Linked DNA regions of Mus musculus: region 2 is linked to region 1. Evidence: chromatin contacts called from public Hi-C data. All regions are on one chromosome and are shown on one strand. The core of a region is the stretch at or near the end of the contact, and the rest is flanking DNA. Distances in the headings are between cores, read along the strand shown.

What was found. Hi-C and Micro-C count contacts between places; a contact is called where the count stands out from the background.
Region 2: a Hi-C map of regulatory T cells shows a contact between it and region 1, with 1.9 times the contacts expected there. The contact joins two enhancer-like sites. A contact is called at or near these places in 2 of 15 datasets of contacts at CTCF or cohesin (CD8 T cells and large pre-B cells), 24 of 484 Hi-C or Micro-C datasets (the 63-12 cell line, B cells, CD4 T cells and 17 more) and 8 of 115 datasets of contacts at active chromatin or transcription factors (CD8 T cells, acute myeloid leukemia, bone marrow-derived dendritic cells and 5 more).

Annotation. Positions count from the first base shown.
Region 1 is chr1:128,763,370-128,769,650 of GRCm38.p6, reverse strand. No RefSeq gene overlaps it. Among named protein-coding and RNA genes, the nearest start is that of Gm23056, 120 kb to the left of the region's middle. Within about 2 kb of position 2,495, at least 69 of the 459 cell types and tissues checked have an H3K27ac peak or open chromatin away from gene starts, as enhancers often do. A contact at or near this core is called in the 63-12 cell line, B cells, Th2 cells and 2 more, where this site is marked.
Region 2 is chr1:128,822,488-128,829,038 of GRCm38.p6, reverse strand. No RefSeq gene overlaps it. Among named protein-coding and RNA genes, the nearest start is that of Gm23056, 60 kb to the left of the region's middle. Within about 2 kb of position 3,533, at least 65 of the 459 cell types and tissues checked have an H3K27ac peak or open chromatin away from gene starts, as enhancers often do. A contact at or near this core is called in the 63-12 cell line, B cells, Th2 cells and 2 more, where this site is marked.

The DNA of each region.
Region 1 (6,281 bases), core at 1,246-3,745:
ATTAGTTGTAATTTTAAAATTCAATACATAAAATCAGGTGTATGTGTGAGTATGTATGTGACTATGTTAGTGTGTGTGTGTGTGTGTGTGTGTGTGTGTGTGTGTCTGTGTTTAAGTGTAAGACTTGTACATATGATTTGATGTGGACTGTGTGAGAATTTCTAGAGGGTGGTAATTTGATATATAAAGTTTCAAGCATTGCTTATATACTTTTCCTCTAATATCATTATTCCCCTGATAACATTGTTTGCTTTATGCATCTATTCGGTTAATAAAGAAATACTTTAAAATGTCTTTAACTCTTCACTAAAATAGTCAAAATGTACCTGTTGAGTGTGTTGCTAGAATTTACCTTTGTAATTGTCTTATGAGAAATCAGCATACAAGCCTTCATGTGATCCTTCTGAGAACACCCACTATGCTATTGTTAATAAGTCCTACCAACTGGCCCAAGACATTTTAACACTGGTTAACATTGCTTAGAAATCCAAGTCTCACCCGTTTTTTCTTCCATGGTGTAGCCATGGCAAGTTGCCCATGATAGTGTAAGTGACCACTCACTGATACTCCTCCAGGCGACCTCTCACCTGTGTTCTCATAAGGATCTCTTCACCTGGACCCCTGTACGTAACCTCTCACCGGTGCTCCTGTGAGAAAGCCCTCACCCAGGATCTTATAAGCAATCTTAATCCAACTCATTGACTCACAGAAAACAGAGGTGAAAATAAAGAGGGGACAAGTTAGTAAATAAAGAAAGCAGCAGTGGGTAGGGGGAGATAGGAGAGAGCAACAGGGCAAACACAACCAAAGTATACGCTTTACAGAAATGGCATAATGAAACCATTATTATAGATCATTAACGCATGCTCTTTAAAAAGCTTGTTTAAAAGATCAAAGCGCCTGGTCTCTAGTTCTGCTTTAAACTGTCTGGTCTGAGAGGGACAACTGAGTTGGCTGTTTATTCTCATAAATCATCCACTTTTCCAGATCACTCCTTGTGATTCCTGAGTCATAACCAGTGGGGAACAGACTCACTCATAAACAGATTATGAAAATTCAACAGTTTAAAATCTAACAGGCCAGCCTACAGACTTGTCACAGATGAATGATACTCTGGGGTCATAAAACCATAACGGGCACACGGCGAAGATGACACCCTGCCGATCTGACTCCTTCCCTCCTTGGAAAGATGGCGATGTTTCCTCTGGGACCCACGGAAAACGCCATGCATGGTATGGAGTGTACCTGCTATCCCCAGCACTGGGAAGTAGAGACAGCAGGATCCCTGGGGCTAGCCAGGCAGCCTCCATACTCAAGGAGCTCCAGGTTCAGGGAGAGACAGTGTCTCAAACAAACAAGGTGCTTCATCCATGAGGAGCAATTGAGGTTGTCTTCTGACTTCCACATTCATGCGTAAATGTGCATGTACAGGCATGCCCACACAAACACGCACCAAGGAGATAAAAGACTGTACTCTGCTTTGACTAGATGTTGCAATACCTGCTCAAGCCATCCACGGCTCAGTCATGACTGAGAATGGACTCCAGGTTACAGAGTGAAACTTTCCTTTCATTCGGAAGGATTGTACAGCTGTAAATGTAACTTTCATTCGCCTGATGTAATTGTCATCTCTGTGGCTTAATGCCCGGTAAACCCTCACTTTCTAGTTCTTTCTGAACTCTAGCTGGCTGGTTCAACTAGCTGTTCTAGACCAAATTCCTCTCCAAACTGACTGATTCAATCTGGCTTCAATCTCAGCTTCTGACTGAGTTGCTCTGCTCTGCTTGGCCTCAAACTAACTTTGGTAATCTGCTCTCGTCTTCTAGCTCATTCTGTCTTCACCTGTGTCTCGCTGTTCTCTCTGAAACCTGTCTCTGTAAAACTGTCCTGGTTAAAAACTGCTTCTGAACTCCATGGACTGAAAGGCCAACAAATGAACTGCCATGAACTTGACTTCACTCCACTGGCTCTCAATAGACTGAAGTGACTGCTGCTCTCTCTGCACTGTTCTTAAGCCGCCTCTCATTTCTGCCTGCTCTTGCGAGAATTGGGCACATCCTATCTCTGACTCATTCTGCCAAACCTTTCTCTGATTTGTCACTTTGACCATCCCCTAATTAAACATCACTTTTGACCATGGCTGCTTCCTTCTACAAACTAACCTTACTTCATTGTTAGGGATTAAAGGTGAGTACTAAGGGTGTATCTATATTCCAGATCATATTATAATCCAGGGAATGCCTGCATTCCAGCCAGATCATATAGACCTTGGATGTTTTTGGATGTGATTCCTTACCAGAGCGACCATGTTGCTGGTTTAAAATTGCTCTACACACAGCCATCTTAGGGGCCGTGCTAAAGGGTAGTAGTCACTTTCACAAATGAAACTGCTAAGGGAAAACAAAGCTACCATCAGATGACATAGCACATCTCCATGCATAGTCGGTGGATGGAGTGGTATTGTTTCGTTACCCTTCTGGCTGCTTTTACACCAGCCTGCTTCCTGTCTGAGTCTTCTATGCAAAACCTGACCTTAAATTGGGCTGGCTAGTGCCAACTTAAAGCTTTGAGGTTTTCTCGAGTATTGAATACCACTTTTGAAAGGCTAGAAAAAAAAGAAAACAGGATGTATCTATCTGAGGTTCACGGGTACTTGAAACCTATGTTGTGAGGTCTTCTGCGGGGGCTAGCCACCTGATACAAGATTCTCCACGTGTGACCTTTCTTAAACACAGAGTCAAACGTGTGACTTCCCTACAGTCTAGCCTCATCGTTAAACAGATATCCCAGCTTCAAGCCTGTGCTCTTCATCTTGATAGACCATCCAAACCTCTGCCGCCCAGGGACTGTGTTTATGAAGCCATCTGCCTAGGCTCTCCAAGTCATGGCTCTGAGCCTAGCTGCTCGCAGTCCACTCTACACACAAAGGAAAGCAACTCTTCCCCCCCCCCCTTCCTTTTCTCTTTCTCCCTCCCTTCCTTGTTTGCTTTGGGGTGTGTATATGTGTACACACAAGCATGCAGAGGCCAAAAGTTGAAATCAGGTGTCTACCTCAATAACTCTCCACCTTAAAAAAAACAAAAAACAAAACACAAAACAAAACAAAACAACAACAACAACAAAAAAAACCAGGGCACTTTGTTGAACTCGGAGCTGCTGGTTTGATTTGGATAGACTGACTGGCCACAGGCTCCTCCTTGCTCCAGCTCCACAGTGCTGAGATTACAGGCACGTATCATTACCTCTAGCTTTTTTGTTTAAACACGAGTGTTGGCATAGAGAGCCCAGCTCCTCGTGTTTGCCTGGGTAGCCCTTTATTGACTGAACCCACTCCTCCCCTTCTTTTATACTGAAGTTCATGACACCAGCAAGGGTCAGTACCTTCTTTGGAATACAGGGACTCATTGATCAATGAAAAATAAAGAGACATTTATCTTCTCACATCCAGTTTTTAAAGCTATAATCTTCCTTTATTCCATGGTATTAATTGCAGAAATCGTTCAGAAAAACCAGTTCATCCGACTGATATTGCCACTGAACTTCTGATCTGTATTTTAGAAGCTTCTGGACCCTCTTTTGATCCCCCCTTACAGAAGTTTGGAAGCAAGTGTTGTATACAGTTTTCAGGAACATATGTCAAAGATATCATATTTTATATGTCAGAGAGGAAGGCTATGAAGCCATGCAGGAGGGAGGGAAGAAGACGTGGGGATCTCCTGGCTCTAGGCTTGGACTGTCTGGGCAAGTACTTTCAGTGCCCTCCTGGTGAAACCCAGCTGCCCACACAGAGTCAGAACAGATTTGACAAAGGTTAACCAACCATCTTGGGGGAACTTCTGTGGCCACTAACAGTTATCTGAAAACATGGGCCTGAGGTTTGTCATACCTTACTGGGAGACTCACAGTTCCGGGGACTATCAGTAGTGTCTGTCAGTCTGAGGAGCAGTGGGGATTTCCAACACTAGGGGATGAATGATCATTCCTTGTTGGTCAGGGTCCCCCAAGGGTCCCCTTATAGTCTTGTAAATGCAGCCCCGTAGCACCATTCTCCAGAGGAAGAAACAGGTCAGGAGAAGCAGAAAAGAAAGCGAGCCCTAAGTGCAAGTCTTCCATCCAGAGAACTGACCTGTGCATCCATGGCCTCATCTTTAAAACCGGGCTAGTAATCTCTGCCTAGCTGGGTTTTCAGAAGAGAATATATGCAATGGCACTTTAAGGATGTAAAAAGCACCAAATAAGTGAAATATGTCAACACAATGTTCATTTATGACACCAACTGGCCACCAGGAATGAAATTGCTAAAGTCACTTGTAGACATTTGCTGATGCGGTAAAAAATTCGAACAAACTAAAAGTCCACAGATTTCAGAAATGACTCAGTCAAAGGAGAGCTTGCTGTGCAAGCATGAAGACCTGATCTCAACCCCCAGAATCCATGAAGAGGAGAAGGAGGAAAAGGAGGAGGAGGAGGAGGAGGAGGAGGAGGAGGAGGAGGAGGAGGAGGAGGAGGAGGAGGAGGAGGAGGAGGAGGAGGAGGAGGAGGAGCCCAGTGTGATGGTGCATGCTTGTAAGGGCAGAGCTGGGGAGGAGACAGACCGTGCGCACTTCTAGGTATCAAACTCAGATCCTCATGTTTGTTCAGCAACTATACCAACTGAACCAGCTCCCCGAGCCTCACCTAAGCCTTCCTACCACCTTCCATAGGTTTCCTTATCCCTATTTGGTAGGAAAGTAACAGAATATAAACAAGATCTTACATTGCTTTTCATCCTAGTGTTAGTTATGTGGCAGATCCAGGGCATTCAACCTGTCCCCTTCAAAACCTGTCTCCCCACCCCACCCCTGCCTCCTTTTGCACCCTTAAAGGCAAAAGAACTGGATTTGTGTCTAAAGCCTTCTGAGAGGGGCTGGGTGTACAAACCTAAGAACCTGAGTGAGGCCAAGCCCCAACCCCATGTTAAAGGCTGGGCATGGGGCGTGTGCATTTGTAACCCCAGTACCTGGAATGTGGCTATAAGAGTCCTGAGCTCCCTCCAGACACCCAGCCAAGCAGCAATCTGCAGATGCTATGAGAGAATCTATCTCAGAAAACAAGGTGTGTGGCCCCTGAGGAATGACAGACAATGTTCACCTCTGCTGCTTCCCCAACACCAATTAACAAGCCTCTTGAGACTAAGCTTAACCCTTCCTCTTCCTACGAGGCTCCATGCTTCAAGTCCATCCCAAACCTCTTGTGAAAACACCAGCTCTTGAAGAACAGATATGGATATTACCCCCTCTCTGCAATCCTGAATTAGTAATCATGGCATTGACTGACTACCTTTTTGAAAATTATATTTATTTATCTGTGTTTGTGTGGGAGAGGGTAGAGTCTTGGGCATACCGCAGCATGCATGTAGATACCTACTGAACTCTCCCACAGTCCCTCCCTATTTTTTGGAAAGCATACAGGGATAAGCAAGAGTTGCCCTGTCTTGGTCAAAGTGTGTCCATATTGGCAGTAGAGGGACAGGCATGCTCCAGTTCCCCAGGCCTGAGCACAAACATTTGTCTTTGCTGAAGCTTCTCTCTGCAAGGAGGTCGGAAGAGTGCACATCCACCCTTGCCAGGAGCAGCCAACTCAGCTGACCACTCAACACGCTTGCCCACATTTAATCATATACCCTGGGAATCAATTGTGGAATTGATGTATATACACATACGAGCAGGTATACATGAACTGGTGTGTGTACATGTTCATGTGGCTGCATGTAGGCGTTAGGAGGGTGCACGAATGTGCATGCATTTGCAGGCATGCACGTGGAGGTTAAAGGTCAACCTGAGGTGTCATTTCTCAAGAGTCGTCTACCCTGAGTTATTTTTTATTGTTATATCTTCATGCTCCTTTATTTTTTAATTAAATCTTTGTATTCCTTTATTTTTAATTAAATCTTCATGTTCCTTTATCTTCTAAATTGAATCTTCATGTTTCTTTGTTGAAGCCATTCCTAATTCTTATATATTTATGTATCTTGTAGTCAGAGACCTGTGCAAAAATGGCATCTAATAAAGTTTGGGTTAAAATTTACCAGTTCTACCTAGTTTCTTGAGATGAATCTCTCATGAGGGACCTGGAGTTCTCCAATTATTTTATGCTGGCTGGCCAGTTAGTTCCAATAACCCGTCTGTCCCTGTCTCCTCAGTACTGGGATTATATGCACATACTGGTACACCTAACTTTATGCATGGACACTGACTAAGTTTCAAGCCCGGGTTCCCTTTCTTGGGTGGCAAGCACTTTAC
Region 2 (6,551 bases), core at 2,284-4,783, 58 kb before region 1:
TCCTGTTTCCCTGGGAAACACACAGCCCGTGAGTTTGAGCTGCTGACCCTGCCTGCCTCTGGAACATAACATCCCATCCCCTCCCTGTTTCCTCTCCGTGGAAACTGAAGATGCTTTTCCTTCAATGGAGCCTGCTCTGATGAGCACTGCTCTCCCTTCCGGGACTCAGGCACCTTGCTCCCCTCCAATGCGTGCACAGTCTGTGCACAGTCAGTCCCAAGGCCCTGTCAGGGCTCTGCTGTGGTTATATCTGTCTGTCTCAAGAGGAGAGGCAACTGGATCTCAGAAAGGACAATGGTAATGGTCACATAGCCCAAAACCACAAGGAGAAGCCCCTCATTGTGACATTAGTCAATGCTCGAATGCTTCTATACAATCAGAAATCTTGCTAAATGTTTAAGCGTCAGATTCCATTCATTTCTCCCTACCCTCCAACCCCCCAATCATCACTAATTCCTAGGCATATGACAACTCCAAGTTATGACAGGACCTGTGGAGTTACTGAGCAGCTCAATGTCCTTAGCTTAATTCCAAGTCAGTTCTTCTGTAAATCTCACCCGCAGCCTGCATGCTCTCTACCCAGCTACTAACTGGGCTTGCTTTCCTTTTCTGAGTCTCACTTATTCAGTGATGAACTCCTTCATCGGTCAGGCTTTGTCATGGGAGGGTTGACCTGTGGTCTGAGAGCAGCCAATCTTCAAAAGCACTACAAATAAAATCTTCAAAGTGTCTCTCTCCTCTCTCTCCCCCTCTGTCTCTCCCTCTCTCTATCTCTCTGTCTGCTTTTCTCTCTCTCTCTCTCTCTCACACACACACAAACACATACACACAAACACACACAAATACATACATTCACACACACTCAAACACATACACACAAATACATACATTCACACACACTCAAACACATATACACAAACACATTCACACACACAAAATATACACACTCACACATTCACACCACACCCACACATTCGCACACACTCACACATACATACAAACACACACAAATACATACACTCATACACACACTCAGACACACATACACACAAACACACATTCACACACACAGCAGTTTCTCTAGGGGCATGCACCTGACAAGCCACTGACACAGAGCCCACTCCGCACAGCCGTTTATGAAGTCCACACACATCTTAACCATTCAAATGTGCAGGGACGGTTCTGTCAGGTCCACATCAGCTTTGAGTCTAACCCTTCAGTGCTTGGTCACCCGGCCAGTGAAAGCTGCTCTTCTCGGGGTGGTAGAGCGGGGATCACGGACTCGTGAGGAACAGCAGAAGCATGGAGGATAAAGGCCACTGGGGTACAGGTTCACTTTGTTTGCTTTGTTGTGATGGAGATCACACCCACAGCCATGATACACATACCCCAGTTCTCCCACTAAGCTTGGCCCTAGTCCTAGTTGTTCCCTTCTTGACCGGGAAGTCCAGCACTCTGAAACTACAGGTTTGGAAATAACACAGATGCTGAGTTTATACAGGAGGCATCCGTGCCCCTTTAGACTGTTTGTTTCCCCAGCTACTTGTGAAGATGTCTGCTTTGACCCAGAGTTACAGATAACAAATGAGATGCAATAATATACAAAGGATCTGGTGGGGACAGTTGTCTTTGGTACTCTGCAAGACTGCTGTGACAGTTCTAATTAACTTGTCACAACCTAGAGTCACCTGGGAAGAGAGTCTCAGTTGACGAACTACGTAGATCAGGTTGGTCTGTAGACACATCTGTGAGGGATTGTCTTGACTGTTCGTCGCTCACAGTGGGACCCTAGACTCTAGAGAAAGCTAGCTGGGTGACACGCAAGGAGACATGCAGCAAGGGTCCATTCACTTCTCGCTGTTCTTGACTGTGGACCTCACACAGCCAGTCGCTTTGAGTTCCTGCCTGGACCTTCCCTTCATGATAGACTGTGACATGGAACCCAAATAAACCTTTTCCTCCCCTAAATTGCTTTCAGTCAGAGTGCTTTGCCACAGGAACAGGAAGAAAAGTAGGGACCTCTGCCTTGCACCATCTCTCTGCGAGACTTCCGGCTTACAAAGCAGGGCCTTTTTCTCTCTCTCTCTCACATGGGCCTGCCTGGAAGATCGATCCAGGAGCCATTTATATTCAGGAGAGAGAAGAGACTTCATTTGATGTACAAGCAAACATTTGTATTCTCATCTGCGAGTGGAGTGCTATGCCCGGCTCTGTGGGCACTTGATGTCTAATTGTGCCGCAAATCCAGTTTGATTGGCCGCCGTGCTTATTTATTCTCTGCATTGTAATTGCTTAGACACATTGGACCGACCAAACTTATAAATGGCAAATTAAACAAGAGGCAAATGTGCTGGCCGACATACGGGCCGTATTGATCCAGGCAGGTTGATGCAGAGCATGAAACAGGTCTTTGAACGGGCAGCCAAACTTTCCAGAACTATTGACAGTTTTCCCCAAGGCCTTTCAATAAGCACACGTCGACTCTTGGCTTTTGAATTGCCTAACCTTTGGGTGGTGAAATCGCAGCATGTTGTTTTAATCTTTTTATAATGGACTAGAGTTCAATTTAGAAAAACAAAACAAAAAACAAAACAAAATTAAAAACAAAGCATGTCTCCTGAGTGCTGCAGGCAGGAGGCTATAAAGGTTTCAAGCAGCTCTGAAGCCACACTCATCTCCCAAAAACCTGTACTACGTTCTCCATCAAACCCCACTTCTGCTGATCTTCTCTTTAAACAGAGTCCTGGGAGCAGCAGAGGCATCCCCTAGGCAACTGTTGGAGAGCGGGGATGGGGGGTAAAGGGGGATGACAGTATAAAGTCCTGAGTTCAGATCTCCAGCACCCACAGAAAAGGCTGGGCCTGGCACCACACATTGTAATGCCAACACTGGGAACCCCTGGCCAGCCAGTCTCACCAAGTCAGTAAAACACTTTGTCTCCAAAATAAGGTAGAGGGCGGGTGAGATCTCAGCAGGTGTAAGCTCTTCTTTCCTAGCCTAGCTACTGAGGACAAGCCCAGGACCCACCTGGTGAAGAGAACTGACTCCCACAAGTTGTCCTGTGACCTCCGCATGGACACCGTGACACCTCCCCTAACTCCCCAAAAGATTTTTTTTGAAAAATTAGTTTGGATTTTTTTTTTTTTTTTTGAGACAGGATCTCCTATTTAGTCCTGGCTGTCCTGGAACTCACTATGTAAACCAGGCTGGCCTTAAACTCACAGATCTCCTTTCTTCTGTCCCCAAAGTGCTGGGATTAAAGGTTTGTGTCACCACATCTGGCCTCCACACGCTCCTGGACATATGGAAACACATACAAAACAAAGTCATGACAGCTAAGTCCTCTGTCCCTTTCTCTGAGCATCTCCCTTCTCTACACGACTGGAAGCAATGGCTTGCTTGTAGCATCCGCCTAATAAAGGTATGCTGTTTGTTGGGTAAATAGCACAGGGAAAGGGCCCTGAAGAGGAAGGAGGGTTGTGGAGAACCAAATGCACCCTGGAGACCATCTACTTCCCGTTTGCCCAGAGTCGGACCCTGGGGCCCAGAGCCGACTCCTTTCCCCAGCACAGTGCTGTAAGCTGAGTGTTCATCTGGAGCAGCTAAGACTCCGACCGATTTCTGGGCTTCTTCCCAAGAGTTTCCCATCCAGCCGGGACCAAGAGGCTGCGAGTTCTTAACAAGTCACAGGCAATATCAATGCTGCTAGTGCAGGAGTCACACTTAGCAAGCCCACACCCAGGGACTGGGGGTGACTCAGTCAGTAAAGTGCTTGACTTAACTCTTAGGATCTGAATTTAATTCCCAGAAACATTTTAAAAAGAAAAGAAAAGTCAGACACAGTGGCATGCATCTGTACTCCCAGCCCTGAGGAAGTGGGAACAGAGGGATGCCTGCGACTTACTGGCCAGTCACTCCTGTCTGAGTCATCTCCAGACCAAGGAGAGCCCAACAACGGAGATAAGAGTGTGTGTGTGTGTGTGTGTGTGTGTACACATGCATGTGTGTGCCACTGTTTTAAAGGACCCAAGATTCCAGCACCCATAAAGGGCAGCTCACAACTACCTGTAGCTCCAGCTCCAGGGATCCTGACATTCTCTTTTGTCACTCATCTGCACACACTCAAGCAGATGCACACACATATACATAATTAAAAATAAAACAAATCTTTCAAATAAAAGGGTTTTTTAAAAGAAAGAAAGAAAGAAAGAAAGAAAGAAAGAAAGAAAGAAAGAAAGAAAGAAAGAAAGGAAGGAAGGAAGGAAGGAAGATCAAAGAAAACCAGTGCTGGGCAGGTGAGACTCCGCCCCCACTGCAAGCCTCTGTCTTACCTTGCATAGTATTAAAACTTTTGCTTTAAACCTCTCAAAACTTGGCTCAAACCATTGCCCAAAGGCGGGTCCAAAAATAACTACAACCAGAACGAGAATGACTTCTCCTCCTTCAAGGCATAGGGAGGTCGCTACCCTGGCATTGTGGCAGTTACTTTGAAGAATCAGAGAGCAGAAATGGAAGGTGCATCTAGCCTGTCAGAAGACTCTGCCGAGGGAGCAGGTAGAATTGGATCCTTTCTGGCAGGTTGTTCCACAGACATCATTAGCTACAGAGGTTGCCCGGCCACTAGATGGCAGTCCTCAATTGACGTTCGAGTAACTTGGGTCGTTGGCCTCTAAACCCACTGATATCCACAAGGACAATAAAAAGCAGATGATGAATTTGATGGACTAAAATAGGCTAGCTTCTCTCCCGGGAAACTTGGCATTAAACAAATTCATTTAGCAAATGCAGAGCCTAGAACAATGACCCAAAACGGGGCTGCAAGCATTCCTTTTGGTCTCTAAAGGCAGGACCAAAGTTCCCACACTTAAGTTAGGAAGCACGGAGCCAACTGGTCGTATGGGAAACAATGCAGCGGAAAAGTAAATCTGTGGACCCCCAAAACATGAGGATAAGACATCTGGCTGTTATAATGCAAGTGATAGTAACCTGAAATGAGATATTATTAAAAGATGTATTGAAGTTTTCGAGCCAGGCATGGGGACACATTCAAGAGGCTAAGGCAGAGGGACTGTGCATTTGACACCAGCACAGACTGCAGACTGAGAATCTGTCAGAGAAAGAGGGATGGGGAAGGAGAAAGAAAGAGGACTAAAATCCACAGGAGAGGAGAAACTTAAACAAGTGGAAAATTGTTTCAATATATATTTTCTGATGGCCAGCCCAAACATGGCACACTATAAATAACAGGCAGTGTTTTCCATGTCAAAGTGGAGACTCACAGCTTGTGGGCTGGAAAACTAATGAGCTATAAGCATGTATGAAATGAGGGAGCTGTCAGCATGTCCAGAGTGGGTGACGGCCACAGGGAGCAAAACCATCCAGAAAGCACAATTGCCACCCCCTCTGCTCAAACTGCCACCTCAGCCGTCTCTCACGGGAGCTGCGTGTGGACGCACTTGGGCTTCCTGTCCCGAGGCTTCAGAAAGTTAGGCATAATCCCAATAAAAATGTAGGAGGTTTTTTGGTGCTGGGATTCTCTGGATAATTGCTTTCATTTTCACTGGCCATGTTGCAGAACCCCTGAATGTTATATGGGCCTTTCCTTTATCTCGTTGACGACATCTGCTGTTTGCAGACTCCACTAATCACTGGAATCACCCAAGAGCTCTTCCCCAAACCCAAACCACCCCAACCTATTGCTGCAAATCTTATGAAGTAGCAGTGGCATGAGAAAGCTGTGCTGGTTTCTAACATACGCACACCATAGGTTGTGTACGCTGTGTGCATAACTCTTATGCTCTATTATTGATGGCATAATAACAAGAAAAAAGCCCGTGTGGGTTCCATACGAAGGTGTGCTTGTGTACGTGTGTGTGTTCATGTATGTGTAGGCTTGTGTACATGTGTATGTTCATGTATGTGTAGGCTTGTGTACGTGTGTGTGTCCATGTATGTGTAGGCACATTGTACATGAATAAACATAAATCTGGAGGCCGAAGGACAACCTCCACTGTCATCTCTTAGAAGCCACCCACCTTAATGTTCCTGAGGATCTCTTGTGGAACCTGCTAAATAGGGTAGACCAGCTGGCTAAGGGAACCCCCAAGAAGCTTCCTGTCTCCACTTCCCTAGCACTGAGTTTACAAGCATACACTACCATGCTTTAATTTTAACACAGGTTCTGAGTATTGAACTTGTGTTCTCATGCTTGTAAGGCAAGCACATTACCAATGGAGCCATCACCCAAGACCTCAAACACCATTTAAAAAAAAGAAAAGAAATTAGTCCAAGTTAGGTTAAATCTACAAGTCCAGCACCTGCCTAGACAGTGGACCACTGGTGTGGAGGTGAATACTTTGAAAATGGGACCCCTCAGATCCTAGAGCGTTTTCTCTCCCGCTCCTAATGCCCTGTGGAACATGAAGGGAGAGAACCATGTATTTTTTTTCCAGGATCTGCCTACAAGAGAGACAGAGAGAGACTTACCCAGAATATAAGAGACTCACAGGGGGAGAGGGGAGATTCAGTCAGCCTATTCTGATGGGCTATGG